2 separate regions of the Rattus norvegicus genome follow, and region 1 is linked to region 2. The links are chromatin contacts, called in public Hi-C maps. All regions are on one chromosome and are shown on one strand. Each heading gives the region's core, a stretch centred on a gene start, on an enhancer-like site or on the middle of the called end of the contact. The rest is flanking DNA. Distances are from core to core; before and after follow the strand shown.

Region 1 (6,884 bases), core at 2,099-4,598, 460 kb after region 2:
AACATGGCTAAAGCATGCCAAGATACTGAATCTCAGAGAAAGTAGTTTATTGCTTTTATTGTCTGATATTATTTGACTCCTTGGAACCAAAGTACAAAATTTTTCAAAGAGAAAAGCCAAAACAGACAGTGTACAGTGAGGTTACTGATATCAGGAAAATTAATGAGGAGTTAGTTATTCAGTGATAAGGTGAGGAACAGAAATAGAATTCAAGACTTTTGAAAACTACAAGGAATACTGAAGAGGGCTTGAATAATCCAAGCACTATGAGTAAACAGGAAAAAAGAAACAAAGAAATACCCATGCACATACTCCGTTTCAAGTATGCTTACCCAAGTTTGGCACCCTCTGAATACCTGTCAATAAAAAACTAAAAAGGGCATTTTCCCTCTCTGGTCCCAGAATGTCAGCCTTGTTCTAAAATCTAATTCCATTTTGCTTCCTCCTGAGAACATTCCCAGTCTACTCCTGACTCTTGGGTGAAGTTGCAGGCTCAACTAGGGAGGAACTGGAATTGTGTTTTCAGAAGCATTCTTTTCCTACAGTAGGACGTTGCATATCCTTGGTCTTACATCTACTCGAATTCCAGTCTAGCTTATCCCTACAAATGCTCTTTCCACCTGGTTCTCGCTCAAAACCCAGTATTTGAGTATTTTATCTTTGATGCCAATTTTCTGAGTCCTGTCTAATCCATCACCAAAATAAATCTTGCCTGCCCATTTTCTTTCATCTCTAAAACTCCTCTAGAACTTTCATAAAAACGTTAGACAAAATCCTTAGCCTGTGCAGATGCTACGAAGCTTCAGCCCCTCATGACCCTTGTATAAAGCTTGATCCCAAGACTTTACATGGTGGCCAGGGGTCACAACCCATGGATTACCCCACACTGCTGTGACTGTCAACACCCTTGCTGGGCCTTCCACTCACCAGACCACAAAGGTATATATCAGAAATTTCATGCATGTATACATGTATCTATTTACATGATCACTAGCTTGATCATGCCGTCCCCTTCTGACTTGGTTTAGCCAACTTCTCCTTCCATCAGTCTCCAGTTTAACAGTCACTTTTCTGGCTAGTTATCCCTGCATTGAAGATCTGCAGCCGACCACCTGCTGGCCCTTCCTTTAATCATACTTCACACATGCTTTGCAATTCCTGTTCACTATTTGTTAACATGCCTCTACATACTGTAAGCTCTACAAGGGAGGTATCACGGAGAGCTTTGTCTAGTGTCTTTCATCTATCCACGTTTCTATTTGACGAGTGCATTATAATTCCCTATGCCAGCAACACAGTAGATGGACACACAGGAAAGAATGGACGAGGTCTTTGCTCCTATGAGATAAGTAGGCAACCAGTAAACAAGCAGGACAATATGACTATAGATTGTGACACATTAAATACACTGTGAGCTCTTCAAGGGCAAGGATTTCTAGGTTGCTCATTCTTGACATTCATGTCTGCTGCTTAGTATAAAAACATTAAACATAACTGACAAGTTTTCCTTGCATCGTGTAAAACCCAAAACAGATATTCATAACGATGGGTACTCCTGCTTAAAGAGTAATTCTGAGGCTCAAACTCTTTTGAATTTGTTGTTCTGCTCTCTTTACTATGTAGCCAAAGGCAGGAAAAGAGAGTGGAAGGTAGTTTCTGAAAGTTGTTGTCTGTTTAATGAGCTAAACCTATTGGCTACATCTAGATAGAAGGGAAGCTAGAGAATGCTAATGCAGCTAGGAATGGAGGCAGAACAATAAACTGATCTGACTTACAGATAGTACTTTCAATGGAACCTGGTTCAAACATGGCGTTGCGAAGCAAAACCAAATTAGAAATGAGTATGTTTCCCTAATGTATAACAGAGAGTACGTTCTATTTGATGTAGGAGCAAAATGAATCTCTAATTTCCAAGAATCTAGTGTTTAAGACGAAGGTAATGGATCTGTGGATTTCTCAAGATATATATCTGTCCATTTTAATTGTATGTCACCTTCAGATTTCCCATTTTTATTTCCTTTTGCTTTTCACATGTCCCAAGTCCTGTCACTTTGCAGTGTTCACATCTTTGGATTTGAATGGCTGCATTAGTATAAGTCCACAGCTAACACAATCTAAGGAAAAGAATAAATAGCAAAAGACATATCTTAACAGGGATCCCATGTTGCTGGAGCCACACAATAGTATGGTCTGTATTTATTTCAAAGGATTCTTAACGTTTCCGCTCAGAAGAGCAGTGATTTGAGTTCTTCGACATTAAAGTAGGCACGGCATGGTCACGAGTATGTTTGTACTTAGAGCTTTTCCATTCTGAAATCTCAGGATTAAAGGTACAGAACCCGAGGACTCTGTGGGGTGCCTAAATCAGAAGCACTCACCTTAACTTCAGAGTCAATCAGAAAAGGGCATGAAATCTCGGGCTCACTGACTTACCCTATAGAGAGAGTAAAAAGTGAAAACATTCCTGAATCCTCGCCCACTGATTTTTAGCTTACATTTTGCAAAAGAGATCCTCCTTGAAGCAATCGAAAGGATCGGTCAAGGATAGCAGTTTCCTACACCTGAGAAGGAAATTTAGACCCCGTGTGGCAGGCGGAAACCAGGTGCGTCCGAGAGAGCGACGCGGGTGTTCCTGTGGCCCTAGGACCGCGAGGGACTTTGCTCCCCAGCGACCAGCTGTTCAGAAAGTTGGGGGAACCAGTGCACGGTAGCCAGGGGTCCTGTCTGCGGGCCTTGGGGGCGCCCCGTGTGCGGGGATCGCACATCCCAGTAGCCCGCAGAAGCAGAAGCCCCGCGCCACGCCGCGCCACACCGCAGGACGCCCGCCACGCCCCACGCTGCCCTGCAGGCGAACGCGGGAGGCGGCGAGTCCCCGCCGGGCCGCCGTAGAGTCGCCGCTCCGGCCGCTCCTCCCGCGCCGCCCTCCGCCCCTTGCCTCCCGGCGCCGCGGCAGCTCTGGGCTGGCACCGCCGCCGTCGCCGCCGCCGCCGCCGCTTCCTCTCTGCAGCCGTTCGGCCGCTGCGTGACGCGTCGTTTCCTCTCAACATGGCGTCCGGGGCAGGTCGGCGGTGATGGAGGCCAGTCTGCGGCTGCGGCGGGTGCTCGTCCCCACGGTAGCTAAGGCAGCCTCGCGCCTGCTGGGTGTGTGAGGCGCCGCCGCCTAGGCCCTCGGCCCCGGGAAGACGGCCGCCCGGGCCGAGTTCCGTCGCCGCCGCCGGGCCGTAGGGACGAGTGAGGCGGGCGGCCGGGAAGCGACCGCCGGGCCGACGGCGCGGAGGCCGGACGGGCGCGGCCCTCGAACGGCGGCCCCTCGAGTGTGGCGAGGCTTTCGACGCCCTTGGCGGCCCCGCGGCCGCTCTGCGTCGCCCGCCGCTTCCTGGTGGCGCGGCTGCCCTCCACGCCTCCTCGCCCCCATCGCCACCTCCTCGCCTTTCTCCCTCCCCGTCTCCCTCCTCAGCCTCCCCTCCAGCCGCCGGGACTGCCGCCGCCTCCTCCTCCGCGTCCATGTATGAGGGCAAGAAGACGAAGAACATGTTCCTGACCCGGGCCCTGGAGAAGATTTTGGCCGACAAGGAAGTGAAGAAGGCGCATCACTCCCAGCTGCGCAAAGCGTGCGAGGTGGCCCTAGGTGAGCCTGGAGGAGGCCGCGGCGCGGGGGGCCGGCCGCCAGAGGTGGGCCGGGGGGGCGGCTCGTCCTGGGGGTCCTGGCCCGGTCCTGACCGCTGGACTGGAGTTGACAGCAACTCGGCTGGACGCGGGGCACCGGCTGGGTGGAGGAGGAAGGGCGGCCAGCCGGGGCCCCCGGAACTCGAGATGGTTAAGGATCACGGGGCACCTGGCTTCGAGCGTTCCACTGGACTGAATGGGGTGGGGGCTGGGGTTGTTGGTGGCCCCTGCGGTGCGGACAGAATGTCCTCCTTTGTGATGGAGCAGAAGATGAGCTGTTGTTTATTAGCTTAGAAATTGAGGTGGGGCCGATATGACAAGATCGGGCGTGGGGGAGGGTTCCGTATTGCAATTACAATAACTTTATGGTTTGGCGTGGTACTTTGAGAAGAAAGGTTGAAGTTGTTCCCTTGTTGACAGTCTCGAGAGAGGGGGTTGCAAAAGGTGCCTCGAGTTTGCCATCTCTCTGTCCCAGCTACAGGGAAAAAAAGAGTAGTAATGTAGCCTACTGGGCTGACCTGGAAGAACAAGACTAGAGGTTAAGGAGTGGTGGTGGCGGCTGTGTGGAAATGGGGAAGGAAAGAACCTTTAGATAAACTGGCATTAGGTAACATGGAAAGGGGTGTGTGTAGAATGAGAGAATAAAGAAAGACAATGACACCCACCAGCCTCATGTCTGGACAGTGGCAGCTGCTCTCAAGCTTCAATTGTGATTTATAGTTCAGACGGAAGAGGTCTAGTGTAGTGAGTGAAGCCACAGCAGGGGAAATCCAAACAATACCTATAACCGTGGTAGGCGGATAACGATTTGTTTGAGGCTGGCCTTTGGTAGCTCTAGTGTATCCATCAAATAGAATTGTTAAGCGAGAAACCAGAACGTTTTATACAGATAGTGTGTGATGATTACTTACATTTTTGTTTATAGCCCTGGACTAGAGCAGCTCAAATTTGCAAGATACAGAGATGGTTATAAGTGGGTTTTGAAAAACATTTTTGAAAGGGGACAAACTAACTTTATGCTAAAGGGGTCACGATAGCTTAGAGGAGACAATTTTACATTTAAGTATTGACTTAAGACTACCGTTTAACTTGCTGCAAATGTTACAGACTCCCTCGTTTTCTCAATCCTTAAACTTAGTAATATGGAAAACATCAAATGGATTTGTTTACATCCACCAAAAATAAAGGGTGCTTTTTGTTGGTGGTGTTTTGTTTTTAATGTAGTATAGTGGACTTAAATAGTCCCTTCTTTTGCCCCTTCATTGGTCTTAAGTTCCCATTTTGTTATTGTAACTAACACGTTTCCTGGTGAATGAGAAGACTATTGTACAGTTGCAAGAACTGAGTTTATATTTGGGTCCTGAAAGGAATCATTAATTGGGGTGATAGGAATAGTTTTAAAGACTTTTAAAATAATTGTGCTCTGTAGGGTTTTCAATAACTTGGCAGGATAAAGAACATATGAATTTCAAATTAAAGTTTTAGTATTTCAGAACTAAGCTTTGCTGTTCGATTGTATGTGTGTGGGACTTTTTTTCTTTTTTAAAGCAAGGAGCATGGGGGCATGCAGACAGGTTCCAAGTAGCCCAGGCTGGTGAGGACAACTTGAACTTTCCTAAACCACTTGTCTCTGCTCTTGAAATCTGGGGTCACACATTCCACCATGCCTTGTTTTAGAGGTGCAGTGCAGGGGATAGAACCCTAGGTTTCATATTTGATAGGCAAGCATTCAATCAACTAAACAGTATCCACAGCCCAGAGTGTGTTTTCACTCTAAGTGTGCTGAAGCATAAACAGTTAAGGGTTTGATGTAAAGTGTTTTATGTACTTTTTCTCTTTCCAAATACTAACATAAGTAAACATGTTGGCAGCTCATTGTAACGAGAGTCTGGGTCTTAAGTCCTGCTTTTGTCACAGTGCAGTGTTACTGTGCTTGGACTGTCTCAGTGCAGTTAAGGGAGTGGACTCAGAGGATGTGAGTGCATTCTTTTGTTAACTGCAGCTAGTTCTTGCCACTCTCCATTTCTTCAGAAGTCTGTAGCTCCCTTAACTGCAGCCCTGACATTTTTAGGCATAGGAATTCTTGATGGTGTGTGCACCAACTGGATCTTGCTTCTTTAAATCAGATTTTGCCACTTTAAGCACCAGACTACTTTGTTTACAGGAAGTTTTTTGGTTTTTGGTTTTTTTTTTTTTTTAACAACAGGTATTTTCCATGTTCCATAAAAGTTACATTTAGCCCTCTATAAAGTACAGTTTCAGTATGCAATCTCGTGGGTTTTTTAAGTTTGGGATAACTGCTACCTATTCTGACTGTCTTGAAACTCATTATGTAGATCAGGCTACCCTTGAACTGTAGAACTTGTGGCAGTCCTTCCTGCCTCTGCCTCCATGGTACTGGGATTACTGGTGCCTGCTAGCACTACAGGTATGTGTAGCTATTGTTCAGACTCTTGTAAAGATTCCTGTATGTATTCATTCTCTCTTTAGATGTTATTGAAGCTGAAAGGAGATGGAGCTGAAAACATACGATATACCAGACTTTGAATCTTTTTCTGGTTTTGTTTGAAAAAATTTTATTGGCATTCAAGTAAAATTCACATCATTGATATTTGTGATATTTATCTTCCCTTTATTATAATGACCAGTTAAAATAAGTTTTCTGTAAATGATACATATAAAATTACAGCTTATCATGAACTCTTAAGAATATTTTGACTAAAAATACAACTTTTTGTAAACAAGTCATAGAAGCCAGGTTCGGTGACTGATCCTGTAATTCCAGCAGTTGGGAGAATAGATTACCATGAATGATTCCAGGCCTTCTTGGTTAAGTTTTCACTCTCAAAGATGCTATATAAATGAACTTTTAATGTTTACAAACAGTAACAAATCTTTAAAGGGTATACAATTATTTAAAGCTTATTTTAAAATTTCTAACATGCTAGATTTTATTTTACAAAATGGTTGTAACAAAGCCTTGTTAAACTGGTAGGAAGCCCATAGGCCCAGAACAGCTAGCTCCAGGTTGCCCTCTCTTGGTACCTGCCCTATAGTTCTGTGTAGTGAACACTGAGGGATTCTCTGCTGCCCTAGCTTAGTGTGATCCATGCCTGCTCTTGAGAATCCTGCATTAAAAATAGTCTGGCCATCTGCTGGCAGATGAGACGACAGCTGAGCTATTTTTAGTTTCAAAGAATTTAGGATTGTTTCAGTAT
Region 2 (7,113 bases), core at 1,959-4,458:
GCTTTTCCTTCTCTCAACAAGAGACTCCTGGGAAATTCCAGTGTTGCAGAGACCCCTGTTTCGGTAGTCTGGCAGTCAAAAGGAAGGACAATAATGTGTCGTTAAGTATCTTCATTTCTGCCAGGGAAGGTTCAGAAAGGAAGCTAGTGGGTCTGGAGAGGGGTAGGATTGTGATTTATTACTAAAGGAAGTGTCGGAACACTCCTCAAACAACTGCGGAGATTCTTGGACAGCACTTGGCTACACAGGCACCTCTTTCTCAGCTTGAGCAATGCCAGAAAGCCATGACAGAGATAGATCAACAGTGGGTGTGCGGTAATTAGACATTGAATAATGACTGCCATTGCAGGTAGCTATAGTACAGAGCCCAACACCTTTAGCTTCTCCTGGTATTTAGCAAAATAAATCTGCTCTTATCCGTATGCTTAAGGTAAGGCTTGGAAAATATCTCCCTGGCCTCCCCTCCTCCACCACCAGCCACTTTCAGATCTAAAATTTATCTAATGATCAATAATGAATCCAAAGCAAAAATAGCATCTTCCTTTCACAAATGTAGTTTCCTTTCTTTTGTTGCATGACAATTTTTATTTTAATAAAGTTTATTTTTTCACTAAAATATGACAGACACATAACCGATAAACAGCATTTCTCATCTTACCACTCCCAAATCCTCTAGGAGATTAATAATTCACTACCTCTTGGTGGCTTAAAAAATGAAGCTTTTATCTTTGAATCTATCTATAACCCCATTCTCTTCTCCTCCTACTTGCTAAATAGACCTCATTTATCACTCATTTTATGGGTGCTTATCTACCCCAAGAGAAGCTTGATCAGATAACCTGGGCCTTAAAAAAAGCAAAGGAGGATTGCTAGAAATGACTTCCATTGTTTGAGAAGCTCTCTTTGATCTTCAATTTTTAGTAAAGCTAGAGAATGCCTCCTGGGTCTCTTTGACTCTTTCGATGGTCCAGGGAATGGTCCCCTGAGTCTCAGAGACTACTGAGTCTATGCAGAATGGGGCTTTTTGGATCTGATCCTGCAGAATGGTTTGAAGATGAGTTTAATCCTTAGTCAGACACTGAACATTCCTAGTTTAGTGCTGTGATATAATATGACAGATTTATACATTCTTCTGACATAATGAAATGTGGAGAGATGAAGTGTTTTATTTACACAGTAACCTCTTATTTCAACAGGTCACTGGCTTCATATAAGCTTTCTTGAGCTCATCAAAAAAGTCTCAAGCATTGCTTTGAGCACTACCCCCCGTCCACCAGCATAAAAAGTCCAAAGTGTTAAGCACTGAAGTCCAAAAGGAAAATATAGACACACACACACACATGAACACATACACATACACATGAACACATACACATACACACACACACACACACACACACACACACATGCACACACACCACCACCACCACCACCACCATCACCACCATCACCACCTCCAGGAGACCCAGGGACCTAAGAAACTTCCAGTCCCAAAGCACCTTTCTCCTTCAACTGAATACGGGACCAGGCAGAATTCGAATGACTCTCCTCACTTTCCAGGTTCTTCACCCACTCATCAGGTGTTGGTGATCATTCCTTCAGCTAAGCTGTTTGGAACTCCATTCATACAATAAATGAGATACACTCCTGTACTTTGGGAGAAAAGCAGTTTTATGAAGCAACCTGACAAAAATCAACAGAGTTGAGCTCCATAGCAGATTTCCTAGGTTTTGGGAATAGGACACAGAGGGGAAAGATTAATTAAACTAATTCAGGGAGAATTTGAAAATGTCAAGGAATCGTTTTAAATGATCTTGTCTGTCACGAAGCTGACATTGACCCTGTGCTCAGGTAGAGGATACAGAGAAGGGTTATGCTTTCCCCAGCAGTGGAGGGTATAGGAGTTCTGGAAACGACACAAGTATGAGAGTTTGACTGGAATAAAGCTACCGTAGCCCACTGTCTTCTAAATTAGCACCCGTGCTCAACACAAAGGTGACAGGCTGCATCTTCATACCCTCAGAGCTCGGGCAAAGCAAACCCACAATGTGGGGTTTCTGTGTGAGTAGAAGCTTGCGGCTGCAAAGAAAATTCAGAGTCAGTCCCTTCACTAAAACCATGGGAAATTTCCAGCAGCAAATGGCTTGCTCCAACACGTCTTGATTTGTCCCCTCCCCCATAACAGTCTAGAAAAAGGAGAAAAAGCAGGGTTTGTTCTAAAGTCAAGGCTTGCTGCTACTCAAAGTGCAACCAGGGGGGCCTCCACATGAGCCCCCACCTTGAAACACCTCATAAATGCAGACTTTCCCACGTCAGCTGCAATCCTCTTCAGAACAAACCAGTGATTTATAGGCACTATGAGAAGTCCCCGTTCTAAACCAGCTTGGTATCTCAACATTGGAATCCCTGAGGGAGCTTGTCACTAAGTGCATCAGCACCCACCCACCAATGGCACCTGTCCCTACCCACACACTTTAATACTGGGATCACAGACCTGCACCCTGAGACTATAGATGCTGGAGATGTGGACCTGAGCCCTCATGCCTTCCCATTCACTGAACCGCTTCCCCAGTCACTGGGGGATCTTTTGCAATGACAGATGCCATCCTTCTGGAATCTGATTAAAATGTTCAGTTTTCCTAAATGATTCCAAGTGCTCAAGCCACGGTCACAGCCCTGAGAGGCTTCCCAGACCTTCAAAAAAACTGTTCAATGGCCACGATCTGGATACTACCGGTGCAGAGTGAATACCAAGAGCTCCTAGCAGGCTAGCAGAGCTTCTGTTTGCCCACATATAGTTACAAGCCAGAATGAGGCCAGCACTTCACTCCAGGTGCCTAAGCCTCCTCCTTCACATATGAAGTTCCCTTCACTGTGGGTTTCAATCTGGGAAATCTGTTGTGACAGAACAAATCATTAAGCCTGGAATGTCTGTGCCAGTTTGTTGGACTCGTCTCCTACATAATGTTGGCAATTAAGATAAGGTCCCCATGCTATCAAGGTAGCAGAGGAAGAAAGGTTATACAAAAGACTTAGTGATCTCCAGCAGGCAAACAGACAAACCAAAACCAAAGAAGGGTTACCCACAGGCACCCTGCAAAGCCTGCCTGTGAGTCAGCTCAGGGAGGCCCAGCCCCTTCAGGAGAGCCTGATTTAGGATCAGCCCCTGCTTCCAGGCTGGGCTGGGCTGCATTTCCTCACAAGAACCAGTCTTAATAGCAACTCCCCGGCTGCCTAAAGTGTCACATTTTGCTCATTCCCAAGCCTTCTCCCCCACCCCTTTCCCAGACAACTTGCTGGTGAGCAGGGGGTGTTGTGAGCCACCTCCAGCCTCTTCCTTTGGTGACTGCAGTTAAACAACTTTCAACTCCTCTCATTGCAACGCTATGAAGTTCCTCGGGAAGCCCAGGAGCCTCACAGCTGCTTTTCTGCCTGTTTGCTGCCTCCTTTTGAAGATTCTGCAACCAGGGCACTGCCACTCTTATGACAACCGCTATGCTGGGTAAGTGGAGCCAACTTCTTGTGCTGCAAAGCTTTGACTTGTATGAGGGCATTGTTTACCCCCCATGTGCCTCACCATTTTGTTGCTGTTTGTGGTTTCTGTGTGGCTCTGAGGGCTTCATAGTCCCCTCTATAAACTGTGTAAACAGCATTCAGTATTGGTTCAGTTGGCTGAGAAAGTGCAGAAGGCAAGAGTCTGACTATCACACTGTTTAGAGCGTCCCAGTCCCGGCTGCGGCCTCAGAGTTCAATGGGAAAGTGTCTCTGGGGTGCTGTGGCTAGTATCTGCAGTCCCTGCCTCCGTGGATGCTCAGGCTAAAAGATACTGTTATACCATATGAGGTATGACCTGAAAATTAGTGTCCTTTAGAATGGTGCACGCACTTCAGCCACGGGCTATAATAGAACAGTGACTTCTTATTGAAGAACTGAAGATGATTTAAAAAAAAATAAGTGTCAGAGTGATTGTTACATATTTCAAACCTGGGCAGTTCAAATAATTCAACACAAAATAAGCAGAATAAAAGTAGTCAACTGTAAAATGCTGGTATTTTTAAGGAGAAACAGAAGAAAAAAGCAGTTTTCTCCTCTCTGTAAGTTAGAAGGCTCTGAGATGGCAATCTCAGGGAGGCCCAGAGCTGGGACTAAAGCAATGTACCACTGTGTATGTTCTTATTATCCCGAAGGCTTGCTGTGGTACAGACAGCGTGAGCTTGGCTCAGATTTGCAGAGTGCTGTTCTTTGAATCTGGAAATTATAGAATGCCTGCATTTTAGAGAGGAACCTTAACTAGATCCTCAAGTTTGGTGGCTTAAAACCAAGGAGGAGAAGTAACAACCCTGTACCACTCAGTTATTTCCAGTGGGAAAAAAATTAGCATCCCAAAGAAAAGTTGCTCATTTTAGGTATCTTATGTAGAGCTTGTGAGAATCTGGAAGACAGAACTGTGTTTCCCTTTCTCTCCCTATGGAGCTGGATGGTGCTTTTATTTAGTAATCTTCCAAATACAGGATTTACAGGGAGACATTCACCAGCATGATTTTAATTGGAGAGGGAACAAGATCAAGTGGGAAGGTGTTCGGTGAAATAAAGGTGGGAATATAACCTTGAAAATTCCCACCTATATTTTTTTTCTTGAGGCACAGAAGGGCATTTACATCCAAGAGGTTCTTCCTAGTCTCCTGCACAACAAGGCCTAGGCTTACCATCCTGTAATTTGTCATGTGCCTCACAACCCTCCTTAGAGATGCGAGCAAAGAATGCTTAATGACCGACCTGCAGCCTACGGCTGTGGAGGAATTAATCGGACCTTTTGGCTGACGTCAGACCAGATGATGAACATATATCATCAGTTTAGATGTGCTCCGTGTGAGACCGGTCCCCACTCCTCCACTCAGCTGTGGCCCTTGTACATAATTACTTCAGTGTGGCACTCATCAGTCATGAGTTACCGGCTTCCTTCAGCTGAACAGGTGTGCGTCCTTTGCCAAGCACCACTCGGTGTGGGGGGAAGAAGGCCAGCAGCATCTTTTCTGTCAGAATTTTTAAGAAATGGCCACCTCTCTGGGAGATCGTCCTGCCTCCTCTCTTACTGTGCACTGAAGGTAGTAATTGCCATTTCTTCTAGCCTGCAACATAATGAGATAGCCCCAAATGTGTAAATTACCAGATGTCTGAATGCTGGGAGGACCAAAGAGTGAGATGAGCACTGAGGAGGTGAAGACTCTCTCACTACCTGTCCCTCACAATAGACCTAACAATAAGGCCTCCTGAAATCAGAACCATTCTGAGTGCTCCCTCCACGGAAAACAGAGAACTTTAACTCACCTTCAAGATACAGACGTCCTTCTCTCATTACCAAGGACAAATGCTTCTTGACTCAGGAGTGCTTTGCTTTGTTTACTTAGGAACCACTGGGTACACAGTTAGCTCTCTAGGGATTAAGGATCTGGTAGGAAAACAGTAAAATGCTAACGTTGTCTTTGTCTTTGCCACCGCCTGTTTAGCATGGCTGTAAGCTGCCTTATTGTTATTCCTTCATAGGTCGTGTTGATTTTCTTATTAATAATTATGGGATAATCTTATCCCTTATATTATGGAAAAGATATTTGGCAGGTCTTGCCCAAATGCAATCCTATGTGATTGTCATCTGCAGGCCCCTGAGCATGAATTAAAATTAGAATATTCAGGAAAAACAGCAAGGCCCCTTCAGGGCAGCTAATGAGCAGCGGGTCCTCTCTATCCAAACAATAACAGCCAAATAGAGCCAATGTGTAGCAGAGGCTTCCTTGAAGTGTCTCAGGAAATGAGTTTAAAAATGAGTTAGAGAACCTACAGGCCTACAGGGGACTCTGAAGACAAAGGCTGAGACCTTTTTGGGTAACTATATCAGACCACACTTTGACAAGAGACATTTAAAAAGACAGAAGAGAACACAGCAAGGTCAACAATTTGACTCCCAGTAATATAGCTCTACCACTGCTCAGCTAGGGAAGGGCTGTAGGAGCTGACAGCGCCACGTCAGACATGTCCAGCACTTCCATCAAATGGTACTCAGGGAACGAGACTCCCACATAGGCAAACACCACTCTGGCTTCTCTTCTTTCCCCTCAGCTTGTTTTCATGGAAGGATCCGTTATTTACTATATACTGTGTGGTTAGAACAGACAAATAATGGTCTGTACCATAGGAAGTGTGTGGGGGGGGGGGGAGGGAGGGTGTGTGTGTGTGTGTGTGTGTGTGTGATGTTCACAGTCAAGAGGCAAAGAGACACGAATACCTTTCTCAGCTCACATTCATTCTGGAACATTAACCTGTGGAGATTTGCTGCCCACATTCACGGGAGGTCCTCCCTCCTCAGCTAACCGTTTCTGGAAACACTGACGAATCCACATGCAGGCACAGCTTGGGTAACTCTGGTTCGGAGATATCGTACTTGAAGTGTCTGCAAGGATGTATTTAGGGTTCTCTCCCAGCTTTGCCTCACCCCTCAAACTGTACATTGCACCCTAACAGCCATTTAGGAAAAAGTAGTGCTTTTACCTTGTTCTGGAAAGAACACGATCACTTCAACAATAAAGGGAAAGCTTTAAAGGCAAAACTGGAAGTTTAATCTCAGCTACCTCCTCTCAGGGCTGCGGGCAGCACAGTGGTCCCTCAGTGCTTGGAGTGTAGGTGGAGAACATAAGAAATGGGAAGAAGATAAAGGGGAGACTTTAGATGCTTTGAAGATGAGAAAAAGTAGGACTAAAGTATCTGTGGACATGGCCCTTCACCCTCACAAGTATTATCTCAATGTTTGCTGTGTGCCAAGAGCATCAACCAACAGTGGATGCCCTAGAAAAGTTGCCAGTGAAGAGACTGGTCCCAACACAAAAACCATCCAGGGTCTAAGTGCTGCCTAGATAAGCAGGCTATGGTAAGTATCATGGTCATTGTGCTAACACAGAGGGCTAGGCATCTTTCCTCAGGCTGAGCCCATCCTGATCTCCCAGAACTGCTGGGTCTCCACTATCAGTACAAAGAGGCCTGGTTTCCCACCAATATTGCATGTGGAGACTTGAATATACTGGTTCTCAGTCTGCTTTCTGAGGTCCTCTGTACAGGTCCTTT

Evidence for each region. Hi-C and Micro-C count contacts between places; a contact is called where the count stands out from the background.
Region 1: a contact with region 2 is called in a Hi-C map of Schwann cells, with 2.4 times the contacts expected there. The contact joins the promoter of Arfgef1 here to the promoter of Cpa6 in region 2. A contact is called at or near these places in 2 of 12 Hi-C or Micro-C datasets (the A7r5 cell line and Schwann cells).

Annotation. Positions count from the first base shown.
Region 1 is chr5:13,761,627-13,768,510 of GRCr8, forward strand. Arfgef1 (ADP ribosylation factor guanine nucleotide exchange factor 1) reads left to right here and starts at 3,349. Exons shown (of 39, transcript NM_001277056.1): 1 at 3,349-3,628. The coding sequence starts at 3,505.
Region 2 is chr5:13,306,452-13,313,564 of GRCr8, forward strand. It overlaps Cpa6 (carboxypeptidase A6), which reads left to right and starts at 3,209. Exons shown (of 11, transcript NM_001415862.1): 1 at 3,209-3,502. The coding sequence starts at 3,387.